Linked DNA regions of Danio rerio: all the other regions are linked to region 1. A link is a contact called in public Hi-C data. All regions are on one chromosome and are shown on one strand. The core of a region is the stretch at or near the end of the contact, and the rest is flanking DNA. Distances in the headings are between cores, read along the strand shown. Region 1 holds the start of psmg2 (proteasome (prosome, macropain) assembly chaperone 2). Region 2 holds the start of pabpc1b (poly A binding protein, cytoplasmic 1 b). Region 3 holds the start of znf706 (zinc finger protein 706).

Region 1 (4,794 bases), core at 1,371-3,870:
TGAAGAATTACAGATGAGAGACAAGAATGATACAGCATAAAGACAACAGAGCTTTTATTATACCACAGTCTACCGCTTCCAGTTCATCCAGTCATGATCAAATGAGTAAGCAGCAATGCTGTTTTTCATACGAAATACATCTTAAGATTCTGATAAAGTGCTGCTTCTTGCAGTCTAATAAAAGGCACGACATATTAGAGCATCTTTGCTATTTCTGTTTTCTATAAAAGCAAACCAGAAATCGAGGGTGCGTGTTGTAATTCACATGGCAACACATGACACGGTTTGTCACAATAGTTCAAATTGCTTGTTTTTTTTTTAATTTGAACATTCTTCTAAAAGTTCTTTGTGATAATTGAAGTATTAATCTTGATCAAAATAGATAGCACGCCTTTATTTTAATAAACAAAAATCATACATATTGTGCCTTTAATTGCACCTGTACACTTGTTGCATTAACATACACCACTAACCTGGATGATGGGCGCCCTTATCTGCAGCACAGCCAGTTTTAAGTCCCTGTGAGAATACACTGCACAAAAACAAATTCACAACATCACTCATGCAACATCTGTTTGAGTAAGCACACCGGCTTATACTCATGGATTTGGGTTACAAGTTAAAGATAAAAAAGTTCACCAAAAATGAATGGTATGTCATCATTTACTCATCTTTATCATTGTTTGAGTTTCTTTCTTATGATGACCACAAAGAAAGAAACCGGTAACCACTGACATCCATTGTAGGAAACGCAAACACTATGGAAGTCATTGGTTACCGGATTTCATCATTTTTCAAAACATCTTTTGTGTTCATCAGAAGAAAGAATCTCAAACAGTTTTGGAACAACAGGAAGATGAGTAATCGGCAGCAGAATTTTCACTTAAAAGTTTGCAAGAACTGGAAGCTACGAACATTTTTTTTTTGTATTATGACACAGCTCCTAGAGAAATAAAATAGTAAATGAGAAAACAGTAGGCGTGGCTTGTTTTTTTATACTGCGATCTGAATGGATGTAGTAAAGTAGGCATTTCATATAGAATGATTGAGAAAAAAGTTTCCGGAGAGATATTATAACCTAAAACAGAGTATATACAGGAATCAGGGATTGAAATTCAATGGCTTTTAAGACCTTTTTAAGACTTTCCATATATTTTATAACATTTTTATCATTATAGGTTTTAACCGGAAACACTAGCGAGATTTTAACTTACATTATATAAACGAAATATTAATGTATCCTAAATATTAATGTAAGAAACTAATCCAGACTAAAACATTATTCATATCCTGAATAAAAATCTATTAAATCTAGTGATTTAGCAGGTTGGCACCTAAAGAACTGCAGAAATAACGGTGTTGTCTTGGTTACTGCAGTAAACAAAGCAGAGTGACGTCAAATCTAGCAAGATTTAATTGATTTAATAAACTAAACAGCATCCTGATATTTGCAGATTTACTTCAGGCAAACTTTAGCATACAACCACACATCGCATAATCAAAAATTCAATCAAATTTAATACCTAAAAGCATTTAAGACTTTTTAAGTGCCTTAAATTTCTCTACATTGATTTATCAACTTTTAATACTTTTTAAGACTCCGTGAACACCCTGTAATACTCAGCCAAATCAACTTTTCTGTTTGTTGTCATAGTATGGTCAAAACTGACAGTTGGAGGGGCGTGGTTAAGCATGTTAGCCCCACCCAATACCTCAGACAGATGTAATCTGAGAATTTAACTGGAAGCAAACAGGAAGGGCATTTTTTTAGCTTTTAATTAAAGCTAAGGGCAAACATTTTTTCTTAATGACATGCGCAGATGTATTGTTCACCACAAAACTAGCAGTGTGAGCTAACAAAATCAATATGGTTAGTTTTGATTTCATGTGTACTGTAAAGGTCTAATAGCCATCCATTACCTTCTGCGCTGGTGCTGAGCTGAGCAGCATCTTCAGTGGATGAAGCGTATGGGTTGTTTCCAGCCATAGGAATGAGACAGTCTGTGTGGAAATATCCCACTCTGGGCATATTTAGCGTTGAGATGAGCAGATCCACGGCGAGCTGGCCCACATTTCCAACAGATACTGCAGGCTGTGAGAATATGAGGAATAACTGTCATATGGAGCTCCGTGTATTGGGGTCTCACATTGAGACTTTTTCCTTAGCATTATATTTTCAGAAAAGTTTTTTTTTTTTTTTTTGCAAAATATAAATAGGGAAATCATATTAATAACGTTAGTAGCCAAATACTATTAAACATTGTTAATCAAACAGTGCTGTTGTTGTTTTAAAGTCATACGTGCATGCATTCCTGACCAAATTTTGAAAGTAGCATGGTAAACAATACCAGGACCGTGTCACAAGTTGTCACAGAACTGTTGTGCGAGTATAAAACCAACTGTACCTAAATGCTCAGTGTTTGATAACTGCAGCTTACAGAAACCCGCATGTGTCATGATGATGAAGCTCAAATACTTACCAGTATCAAAGTAAAGCCTTTAAAAGAAGGAACGGCATCCCCCGATGAAATGAACATTTTAAAAACTGTTTATAACTGATTTCGCAGTGAAATGTGTACGAGTTTAAGTGGACCAGTACTGATTTTTACTTTCAATTTCCTGCGCTGTGAAAAAAGGACCTAACAATACTGCGTCATTCTCTCAGGACGCCCTGATGCCTGAGTAAAAAAAAACCTAAAGGAATTATTTGCGACGTGTAAGTTAAATATTTTTTGGAAGAAAAAAGGGCACATTTAAAGATATCTTACTCTTGATCTGACGTTAATATATCTTAATTTTGCCGTTATAATAATCTTTGCGATAAAAAAAAACATTTTAACATGTCAAAATAAAAGTCTTTAAACTAATTATAACAAAACGTCTATGCTCTTTGATTATATTAATTGCGATGATAGTGTTGATATATATATATATATATATATATATATATATATATATATATATATATATATATATAATTGTTAAATGTAAATTGATAAATTAATGTAAACATTGTTTCAATAAGTGAATCTGATGTGAAAGACTTTACTTTTGATTTTATTTTCAACTCGATATCATTAGTCTAAATAATACAGCTATACTAAAATTATATTTTAAAACGTACAACTTACTGTAGTTTATCGGTTGTTTACATGGATGATCAAAAGATGGCGCTAGACGCTAAAAATCTCACCGGCCTCTTGCTTGTGAGAGTTGCACCTCTTGCGTTCAGAGCCGCTTTTTTTCCTTCATATTCGACAAGGAATTGGAAATTTAGCATTTTGCTCAAAATGGACATGATACTCTCTCTCTCATTTACTGCAGCTTTGTCAGTTGTTCATCTATATATTAATCTGTCGTTCCAGTACAGCCAAATGCAGCTCTATTGGATTAGAAACTGGTGACTGTGGAGGCCGTTTGAGGATAAAATAATCACTGTCATGTTCAAGAAACACAGACTGAGATGATTTGAGCTTTGTAAGTAAGCTATCAAACAATGGGAACACTGTGGTAATAAATTGAAAAAAAAATTACTTGTGAGCAACAGAAGTAGGCTTAAATTATGCCTTAGTTGGGACCCAAGAATGTAAAAATAAAATATAAAAAACAAGACCAGCAGCCTGAACAATTGATATTAACAAGACAAGATGGATCCTTGTAGGGCTGCATGATATTAGAAAAATCTGACATTGCGATATTTTGTTTTTATACAATATATATTGTGATATGAATATAATTTCACCAGATGGATTGAATAGCTCTATTTTGAAGGAAATCATTCAGATTTTTTTTTTTGGGGGTGTGAACATTGTATAAAAAATAAACAAATTGAAAGCAAATAAAGACAATAAAGCAAAGCAAAAACCAGAGAGTCAAACAGTATTCAGGTACAGAAAATGGATGATGGAAAGTAAAATAATACTTTAGTCTTTGTTGTATTAATAATTCAGTAAACTCATTCTTCATTTCTCTTCATCAGTTACAAATGAGCTTTTTCTGTGCCCTAATGCAATCTTGAAATATCTTTAAAACACATGTTGTTCACACAAGAAAATATAAATGTACTCACCCCAAGTAGTTCAAAACCTTAATGATTTTCTTTCGTCTGCTGAACACTAATGAATATATTTTAAAGAAATCCGAAAACCTGTAACCTGTTGACTTTATTTGTAGAAAAAACAACTACCATGGTTGAGAGGTTCACAATCCATTGTGTTCAACCAAAGAAAGAAACCCAAATAGGTTTGGTCAAACTGAAGGGTGAATGAATGATGACAGAACTTAAAATTAACGCTTTAATGTTGAATAGTTCAATTACTGAACTTTTTTCCAATCTTCTGTCCATTTAGGAAGCCTGTGTGGATTGTCACTTCGGCTTCCACTTCTTAGGTGACAGGAGCAAGGTATTATAGATAATTATTCTAAAACAAATGTGTGAAAACTCCATTTCAGTAAACTTGAGATAAATCAGGGTGAATATGGTAATCAAACGCAATAAAGATACGGCGATGTGTATTTTTTCCAGGATTATTCAGAAATATGGTGTTTCACAGATATCAATAAGAAATCATTTCTGTCATCAGTTTCAGGCTTTCATAAAGTATTTAGTGCACTTGTAAAATATAATAGCTACTAGGCAAAACACTAACAACGTCAACACTTCACCAACACTTACAACATCTTATTCTTTGAATGCACTTTTAATACTAACAGGAGCCAATCTGTGGATTCAGTATTGAATATGTTCATGTGTATATACTACAGTAACCATGCAGCCACCTTGATGTCAAAAAA
Region 2 (4,794 bases), core at 2,104-4,603, 200 kb after region 1:
GTCAGAATTATTAGCCCCCTTCGATTTTTTTTTTTCTTCTATTTTAAATATTTCCCAAATTATGTTTAGCAGAGCAAGGACATTTTCATAGTATGTCTGATAATATTTTTTTCTTCTAGAGAAAGTCTTATTTGTTTTATTTTGGCTAGAATAAAAGCAGTTTATATTTTTTAAACACTATTTTAAGTACAAAATTATTAGCCCCTTTAAGCTCTATTTTTTTTCAATAGTCTACAGAACAAACCATCGTTATACAATAACTTGCCTAATTACCCTAACCTGCCTAGTTAACCTAATTAACCTAGTTAAGCCTTTAAATGTCACTTTAAGCTGTATAGAAGTGTCTTGAAAAATATCTAGTCAAATATTATTTACTGTCATCATGGCAAAGATAAAATAAATCAGTTATTAGAAATGAGTTATTAAAACTATCATGTTTAGAAATGTGAAAAAACATCATTTGGGAAAATGATGATTGGGGTCTGGTGGGGCTAATAATTCTGACCTCAACTGTATGTGTATGAGTGTATGGGTCGCAGCATGCAACCCTTGATGGAGTTCCCAAAATCACCTGATTTCTGGACCGTGTTCAACAGTTTAAGTGCAAAAAGGAAATTTATGTTGCGGCTCTTTTCTCCAAAACAAGGACAAAATATGTTTGCAGTTAACATTAACAAGGTCAAATTTATTTAAAATAAACAAGATTTATCCTGTAAACCTAGCTTGTATTGTTGTGTTACTTTTGACCCAGGTGTGAGCTACTTTCCTTCCTGCTGACGAGTCAAAAGTAACAATGTGTAACATTTGATTAAAGTGAAATTACATTGAAACTGTTCTACATTGATACAAAATAACAGCTTTCGTCCCCGCTCTCCTCTATTGATTTTCAACATTCTTTCATTTTTTTTTTTAATTTGCAAGAAACAAATCAAAAAAAAAAAAAAAAAAAAAAAAGATGTTTTCAAAACGTGCATGCACAGAATTAACTTGTTTGGGTGTACTATCCCTTTAAGGACACAGACTCATTCAAGGTGTGTGACTCCCCCTGTTGGGGATCTTCAGCACTGACGTCTACATGCTAGTTTACACTAAAAATGAATATTCTGCCATTGCTTACTCGCCCTTAAAAAAAAAATAATGTTCTCACACTTGTCATTGCAAACCCATAAGAAGATTGTGTGTGTTAAGCAAACATGCCTCACCTTCCCCGATTAAATGGTTTCTGCGAACATTGCTAGCCTAGCTGATCAATGTTTATGTGAACAGAAGCCCAAATTAAATCTGTTCGTCATCGTAACTGGAAGCCCTCGTAGAGTTAGAAAGTGTTTGAATGATTAAAATGGGAATTGCATTTCCTTCAGTGGTAACTGTTATGGTCCCTATACGGATAATTTGCTGCCTTCTAATGGTGGCGAGTTAAAACTACAAAATCCTACTGGCATATGTCCCAAAACACACTAGAAACAATTTAAATGTGCACTTTTTAATGGTTAACAGTTGATGTATTGTAATGTTTTTGAAGTGTTTAGTTTGTGTTTCATCAGGTATGAAGTGATTGCCTCTTTAGAAGACTTAATAAAGACATTCAATATGTAGAAAAAAATAATAAATTATGCATCAGAATATTGATGAACATACTTTTGAGAAACATAAATCTCTCACATTTGACTAAAAAATACTTTGTGTTTTGATGATGAGTAAAAGTCTTATAGGTTTGGGATGTCATCAGAGAGATTTCAAAGGGGGTGAGTTAACACTTTAATCGAGCCAGTTATTGAATATTGCTCACTTTTGAACTATGATGAAAGTAAGCAACTAAAAAGGCAACACCGATTAAGGACTATGGAAACCCAGCAAATATTATTTCTGATTAAAGTAATTAGGTTAATTATCACTACACAAATGCCCACTATTCCTAGAGATAAGCTAAGCTTTATTTTATTTTGGGCACTTACAATTGAGTAATACAAAGCAACCGATTATCATAGTTTATGTTTCAAATTCATGTAAAAAATTAATTAAAAAATCCAAATAGCATAAAATGTATTGAAATGTAATTGATCTGAATACATTTAATGCCATTTTTGAACATGATACGTTTTTATATAGATATATCCATATACAGTGCTCAGCATAATTGAGTACATTTTGAAAATGAATATTTTTATCCAATACTCAGTGAATATAGGCAATGTATTTTGGTGCATTTAAACAATACAGATTTAGTAAACAGATATATTTATTAAAATAATATTTTAGTCACCAGACAGATTTAGAAACTGAAAGATAATATAATTAAATTCAATTAAAATATTGCAAAATACAAAAAATAAATAAATACAAACTGCAAAATTTCTTCTATTTTTTCTTTATTTTTCCTATTTTTTTGTATTTGATATTGAATATTTTTCTATAACATAAATGTGGGTGCACTAAGTCTGAGGGTAATTTTTAGCATAGAAAAACATTTATTTATTTATTAAACGAGCCCATTCTAATGTACAGGGAGAACATATTTATTATATTGATATATTGACTGATTATATTGATTTGATTATTTAATGTTTAAATTTGATTAGTTAGAAAAGCAAACAAAACATAGCCTATTGTTGTGTAAAAAAATATGTATATTCCCGAAAAAATCACAACCATAAGACAAAATTATTTAACAGCGTCAAGTTATTTAAAAAATGATTATATAATTAATGAACTTCTTTATCTTAGCTCAGGGAACTGCCAGCTACGCTCTTCCAAGTGTTTGCTTTTTAATACACATCGAGTTTGTACAGGGCTGGGTAAAACAGCATTTTTTTTATTGTGCACCTTTGTCATGGAATAATTTGCAAAAAATTATTTCTTAAAACAAAACAAAATTAAATGGGAATTTAAAGACATTACAAAGAGAGCGGTATTGGAAGCATGTAATTGTTTTTGTTGAGAGGACAGATGAAATGTTGTTATGTGGTATTTATAAATCGTTTTACTGCATGGCTGTTGCCTTGGACAGGTTTCTCTTATGCAAAAGAGATTTTAAATCTCAATGAGACTTCTTGGTTAAATAATGGTAAAATAAAAAATAAATAAGAATACACAGTTAAATAACAATTAAATACCAAACTCTTACTTTAACCATGAGCTTCACATCGTCCTATAAATCAACTATTCATTGTATTAAAGCTTATTGGCCAGATCCGCGACCCCTACCACTTTTCACCCAATCACCATCCAAACCGGTGAGAGACTGCGGTTTTCACATGCGCGTGCACGGTGCATGACGTGTCTGCGGGTATATATGTGACGGCTCAGCCCGCCCCTTCTCTCCCGAAACCCCCGGCTGTTAGTGCTGTGTGAGTGCGTGTGTGCTCCGGAGCTTGCCTCGGCACACATTATATAAAAAATAAAAAAATACAAAAAAATTAAAAAACTTTTAAAAACTCCAAAAAATCCTTTTTTTCTTTTTTTTTATAAATATAAATCGGTGAAGTGGGAACCGGAGGCCTTGAAACATCGCAACAGCCCAGAAAGAAAAAAAAATAACGACATTCTGTGAGCTCGCGAAGGCCTAACGTTAGCGGTTTGCTTGATTCGTTTAATATTTCTGCGCGTTTTATTTTATTTGTCCTTAATTTTCGTCATATTAAACGACCAACCGCCTGAACCCCTCCTGCGAAGTCATCTTTTACCCGACGGATGTAAGTTTTAACAATTGGCGTTTTAAAATTAGCTTGACAGACAACTAACGTTATATTCTGACGTGGTTGAAACATAACGTACACGAAATTTAGCGAGTTCACTACTGCGACTGAGGAGAAAATGAACCCCAGCGCTCCTAGTTACCCCATGGCCTCCCTCTATGTCGGGGACCTGCACCAGGACGTGACTGAAGCCATGCTGTACGAGAAGTTCAGTCCGGCCGGTGCCATCCTCTCCATCCGCGTGTGCAGGGATATGATCACTCGCAGGTCGCTCGGTTATGCCTATGTCAACTTCCAGCAGCCTGCAGACGGTGAGTGTCATGTGTGTCGTGCCGTTTACTCCGATGACACGCGTACATCTACAGTTTCAGTTGTGTGCTTGAACATAAATCATAATGCAGTACGACTGTCTGGGTTTCACGATTTCAAGAGTTGTCCATTGATTGATTGTGAATGGGTTGAAGATGAGAATTGCATGCATATACCGCATAGTGTGTTGCATGACAGCTGATCTTGCACGCCTGTCAGTTTTAGGGCGTGGGTTGGGCGGAGAGTGTGCAGCAGAGATACATTCCCGTGAGCTGTCAAACATTTGTGAGGGAACCAGCACGATCTTCACATTGGTCAATTGATTCTGTAGCATATGATGCTTTTTGTTTCTTTGCAGGTGATCTTGTAAGTGTAGATCTCTCATATAACCTTTCAAATTAAGATCAGACGTATTTAAAATGCAATTCAAAGTTATTTAATACATTTGTTGTCCTTGTTATTCAAATACAACGTGCAGGGAGTAAGCTGTGTCTATGCAATGAATGTCTTGCTTTTGTTCTTGGGGGTTAACACTAATAATTTAGTTTAAAAAGAACTTTTATTTCTTTAGATTTTTGTTTTCAAGCATTTTTATTTGGTAAGAATAAAGTATTTTGAGGTATTAGAGTGTCTGCAGGGTCTTAATTTTCAAAAACAAAATTTTAGGCTTTAAAAAATCTTAAATTTGCATAAATATTGTGGTATAGGTCTTAAATAATTTTTAAACGGGTCTTAATTGTAAAAGTTGTCAAAGTAATGCCGACACACACACACACATACACACACACAC
Region 3 (4,794 bases), core at 829-3,328, 140 kb after region 1:
TGATGATGATGATGATAATACTACTAATAATGATAATAAATATTAAGCATTTGGCCCAATCGGTAATGGCCAGCTGGTTTCTAGATGGGCCGACCCAGTCCGACCTAATCGGTAGGTCGAAAAAGCAAAAAAAGGGGGCATTGCGGTGGCGCAGTATTGCCTTACAGCAAGAAGGACGCTGGTTTGAGCCTCGGCTGGGCCAGGTGGTGTTTCTGTGTGGAGTTTGCATGTTCTCCACATGTTGATGTGGGGTTTCTCTGCGTGCTCTGGTTTCTCCTACAGTCCAAAGACATGCGCTATAAGGGAATTGGGTAAGCTAAAATTTCCCAAAACATATGCTGGATAAGTTGGCGGTTCATTTCGCTGTGGTGACCCCTGATTTTTAAAGGGACTAAGCCGAAAAAAAATGAATGAATGTATAAATTTGTTATAAATGTGTTGTTTTTGTTCCACTCGCATACATTAAATGTTTAAATATCTATTAAATATGGTACTGCTTATATTATTTCAACATTTGCACACCAATATAAGTAGTGATTGTGCATGCCCGTGAGTGGGGCTGTGTCGGTGTGGTAATGTGGGCTGGTGTGGCTACAGTGCCAGAGCTGAATTTTGGTCCCAGTCCACCCCTGGTCAACCCACACAGTCCTAGAAGGCCGGTGTCATGCAGATTTTAGCTTCAACCCAAACCAATCACACCTGAACAAGCTAAGAGTTGCAGACTGTACAAGTTGTAGCAATGTAGTTGACAATGTGGGAAGCGTAAAACATGAATCAATCAAATCATCAAACATAATCACAAACAAGAGACGTTTGTCTACAAAGAATTTGTATTAATTATTATTTAAGACAAAAACTATTTAACAGAAATGTTCATTCATTCATTCATTTTCTTTTCGGCTTAGTCTTATCCGGTCTGACTTATCTAAAAACTGGAAACTGGAGCACAAAGGAAACCCACACTATCATGAGAAGAACATAGAGATGCCAACTGGCCAAGCCAAGGCTCGAACCAGCGACCTTCTTGTTGTGATGCTACCCACTGCACCACAGTGATGCCTTAACAGAAATGTATAATATTTAATGTTTAATTGCTGGTAAATGAAACAAGCAAATAATTTAGCTATAATGTACTTTTAAAAACTTTCTAAAATAATTTATGATTAATATTACTTCTGCTATTGGTTTTAAATTCCAGTTTTGATGATGTACAACGAGTATGTTTTTATGTCACATTTAGTTTCCAAGTGTGTTGCAAACCAAGCTTATCACTGTCCTTACTAGAGGCTGAATTTTATCGACGACCTATAGAGTTAGAGACCCGATTAAGACATACGCTATGCATACTTGAAACATCCAGGCAGGTGTGTTGAGGCAAGTTGGACACTGACCCTCCGGGTCCATGTTTGGTGATCCCAACTTTGAAGTGACAGTTTTGAACGGATTAGGGCATAGAGACGAGCCTTAAGTGTCCATCAGTTTAAATACCCTTCAAAATCCTTCATTTTGGAGGGCCCTTTAAAGTGGCCAGTTTTCAGCACTTCAGTTTGGAACTGCATTTCAATATGGCGGCCATGATTGTTTTCACTACTAAGTGCCCGTTGGAGAATGAGCAGCAGTAGACACTCATAGCAACATTGAAGCAGCATTTCTATAAAGAATAAGCAATGATAAAGCAAATGAACAACAAATGTAACAGTAATTGTGCTGCCCAAAAGAACCAACAGGAAACATTTACTTCTAATTTGGTTCCACAAAAATGGTCAAACGGGAAAGTAACAGTAAACCACAAGGGAATGTTGGTGGATCAAACTATTTTGGCTTGTTTCCTATTTCCTTATTTTTTTTTTCTTCAGTTTAACTTGATAAAGTTTGTTGTTAACATGCCTTGAAATGTGCTAAAAAATAATTGAAAGCTAGAACGAGATTGTAATATGTATGCTTAAAAGTATGTGTCGCTTACGCTTTTTTATTCCTCGCCAATCTTTTCCGTGATATCCCTAAGGTTGGATAGATTATTCCATCTGTTAACAAAATAAACTAGGCTTACAGTAAAGTCCCTTTTCAGCAAGCATAGATATGTTAGGCAAGTAGGTTATGCTTTGTACTTGTGCAGAGCGCATGTCGCTCTCTAGCGCTCGGTGTTGATGTGGTCATCGCAGGAACTACATGTGAATCGATCTGGGAAGAGCACAGCTGTCACAAGCGTGCGGGACTACATATTACAAGCTCGTAGCTGCTTACGGATCTCATCTGTTCGCCAGGTATGACCATAATATTTAGGTGATAATATAAAATAACAGATAGTCGTGCGATAATAACACATATCAAAGTGGTTTAAGTGTAAATTCGCGCGTCTAAGGACCTGCTGGTTTTGTTAGTGTTTAGCATGCTAACGTTAGCTGGCTAACCATATGGTCTTAACTAACGTTAATCTCAGTATCTTCGCGCACTACCCTACAGGAACTCTTTATGTATCCGATGATTTATATCAGACATGGTTTATAAGCCTCTGTGCGTTGTTTTAAATTCTAAATTATCGAAGTATATCGATGTGTAGTTTGCAATAGTGCTAACAGAGAAGCTAATGGGCTATCCAGCATTGACAGCTAAGTTAGCCCAAAAAAGCTAATATTGAAAGGTAAGGCTCGACAAATTCATCATACAATTCACAATTTTTAAAATGTTAAATAATATAATGCCTGTTAATTGTTTATTTCATTTTATTACATGATTATAAATCTCACCGAGTCTTTTATTCACTGTATTCGGTTATCACTATATAAAGCAACAACATCAGCTGTCTGCCTGTGTTATTATTTTAAACCAAGCCAAAGCAAAACATAATGTACACTGTGCGTGTGTGTGTGTTAGTAAAATAGTATATACTGTAAATGCTGCATGCCATGCTGGTGGACCTTTATCAAACAATATTTTTATTAGCACTATAAATGATGTGGAATTTGGGTTGCTGCAAGATAGCATGCGCACAAACACAGATAAATTGATGTTGTTTATCAGTTGTTGCTTGTTTGTTCTGTACAGCAGGGTATGTAAATCCACTGACTTGTGACTCATGTGTGTTGTTGACGTCAGTTTGTCATCAATCCAACAGAATGGCTCGTGGACATCAAAAAATCCAGTCTCAGCAGAAAAACGCCAAGAAGCAGGCGGAGATCAAGAAATCCAAAGGCCACGACCAGAAGACCGCAGCGAAAGCGGCACTGGTGTTCACATGTGCTGTCTGCAGGGTCAGTGGCAATTATAGCTGGTTATTTTTACCACAACGTATCATCCAGGAGGTTCCTTACAACTGTGTTTTGGTGCCAACTTTTTTAAGCTTATTGGAGTAAATGCTTTATAGACATTTATTTATCAAAACTAAAAGGAAGAACCCATGTTAGCACTGTATATGTCGAGGAGATAATGCTGATTTTTGGTAAGGGTGTGTGTGAGATGAATGTTGGGAAACTTTGTTCTCGTGCTAGAACTTGTTTCTGACAATGAAAGTTATTCAGTGATGGTAACAAATCAGGCTTGTCGGCACACCTTCCACCAATTACAGTAACTTAGAGTCATGCATAAGCATTTAACAGCTTTATGTTACAGTAAAATTGTGTTCGCAGTCACAATCCATTTTGCCTTCATACACTTTTTGGATGGTGTGACACGTTGGTCACATGAAAAACGGTGATTACAAGCTTAATAGTGATAAAAATGTAAATGTATGAATGTATGATTTTTTTTACCTGTACATTAGAAAGTATCATGTTTAATTTTTTTAAGATTAAAAAAAAAATATATATATATATAATATATATATATAATATATATATATATATATACGAGCAATATCACACGAGTAGCAGTGCGATATGGCTTTTTATCGGCACTGGTGGGAGGCGTGCGTTGGCACGAAGCCGCAGGCGAGTGCCTTAGTGCCCCCACCAGTGCCGATATACAGCCATATCGCACTGCTACAATTGTGATATTGGGTTTATACAACAGTTTGACGGCATAATTGTGTATATAAAAATAAAATCAAACATGGAGAGTCTCAAAAACCCTTTTGTATGAGGAACTACTTTCTTCCGGATTCAAATCATAAGCTGACAGTTAAACCGTTGAGCGTACATCTTTTAAACTTTAGATCTGTAGTGTCTGCTTTTTCCTGGCTGTATGTGGGCGGAGTAATACACAAAGGGTAAAGAGGCTGTAGGAGTTCTGATATTGCAGAATATCACACGGCTATCAGCCAATCAGATTTGAGAACCAGACAGAGGAGTTGTGTGAGTGTATATATATATATATATATATATATATATATATATATATATATATATATATATATATATATATATATATATATATATATATATATATATTTAATAATAATATATTTTATTTATTTTTTTTCTTTAACAATGATTTACATAAGACTCCCACTTAAATATAATTAAAGTGTAATTATTTTTATATAACAAAACATCTTGGCAGGCATATTTCAAACATTAATTGTTTGGTGACATATACTAATTAGTATAGTATACTAATTACAATTGATCATTAGTATACTATAAATAAATACAGTAATTTTTATAGAGTTAAAGTCAAAATTATTAGCCCCCCTGAATTGTTCGTTGTTGTTTTTTTGCCCAATGTCTGTTTAACAGGGAGATTTTTTTCACACATTTCTAATAATACTAGTTTTAATAACTAATTTCTAATCACTGATTTACTTTATCTTTGCCATGATGACAGTAAATAATATTTTGCTAAAGAATGAAAAAAATT

The links. Hi-C and Micro-C count contacts between places; a contact is called where the count stands out from the background.
Region 2: a Hi-C map of hematopoietic stem cells shows a contact between it and region 1, with 3 times the contacts expected there. The contact joins the promoter of pabpc1b here to the promoter of psmg2 in region 1. A contact is called at or near these places in 3 of 18 Hi-C or Micro-C datasets (caudal fin, hematopoietic stem cells and an unstated tissue) and 2 of 4 datasets of contacts at active chromatin or transcription factors (caudal fin and embryo).
Region 3: a contact with region 1 is called in a Hi-C map of hematopoietic stem cells, with 5 times the contacts expected there. The contact joins the promoter of znf706 here to the promoter of psmg2 in region 1. A contact is called at or near these places in 5 of 18 Hi-C or Micro-C datasets (caudal fin, embryo, hematopoietic stem cells and 1 more) and 3 of 4 datasets of contacts at active chromatin or transcription factors (caudal fin, embryo and gastrula embryo).

What each region holds. Positions count from the first base shown.
Region 1 is chr19:13,452,601-13,457,394 of GRCz12tu, reverse strand. psmg2 (proteasome (prosome, macropain) assembly chaperone 2) reads right to left here and starts at 2,620. Exons shown (of 7, transcript NM_213032.1): 1 at 2,481-2,620; 2 at 1,921-2,092; 3 at 474-532. The coding sequence starts at 2,537.
Region 2 is chr19:13,248,757-13,253,550 of GRCz12tu, reverse strand. It overlaps pabpc1b (poly A binding protein, cytoplasmic 1 b), which reads left to right and starts at 3,353. Exons shown (of 15, transcript NM_200882.1): 1 at 3,353-4,006. The coding sequence starts at 3,814.
Region 3 is chr19:13,314,841-13,319,634 of GRCz12tu, reverse strand. znf706 (zinc finger protein 706) reads left to right here and starts at 2,078. Exons shown (of 3, transcript NM_205612.3): 1 at 2,078-2,264; 2 at 3,116-3,251. The coding sequence starts at 3,117.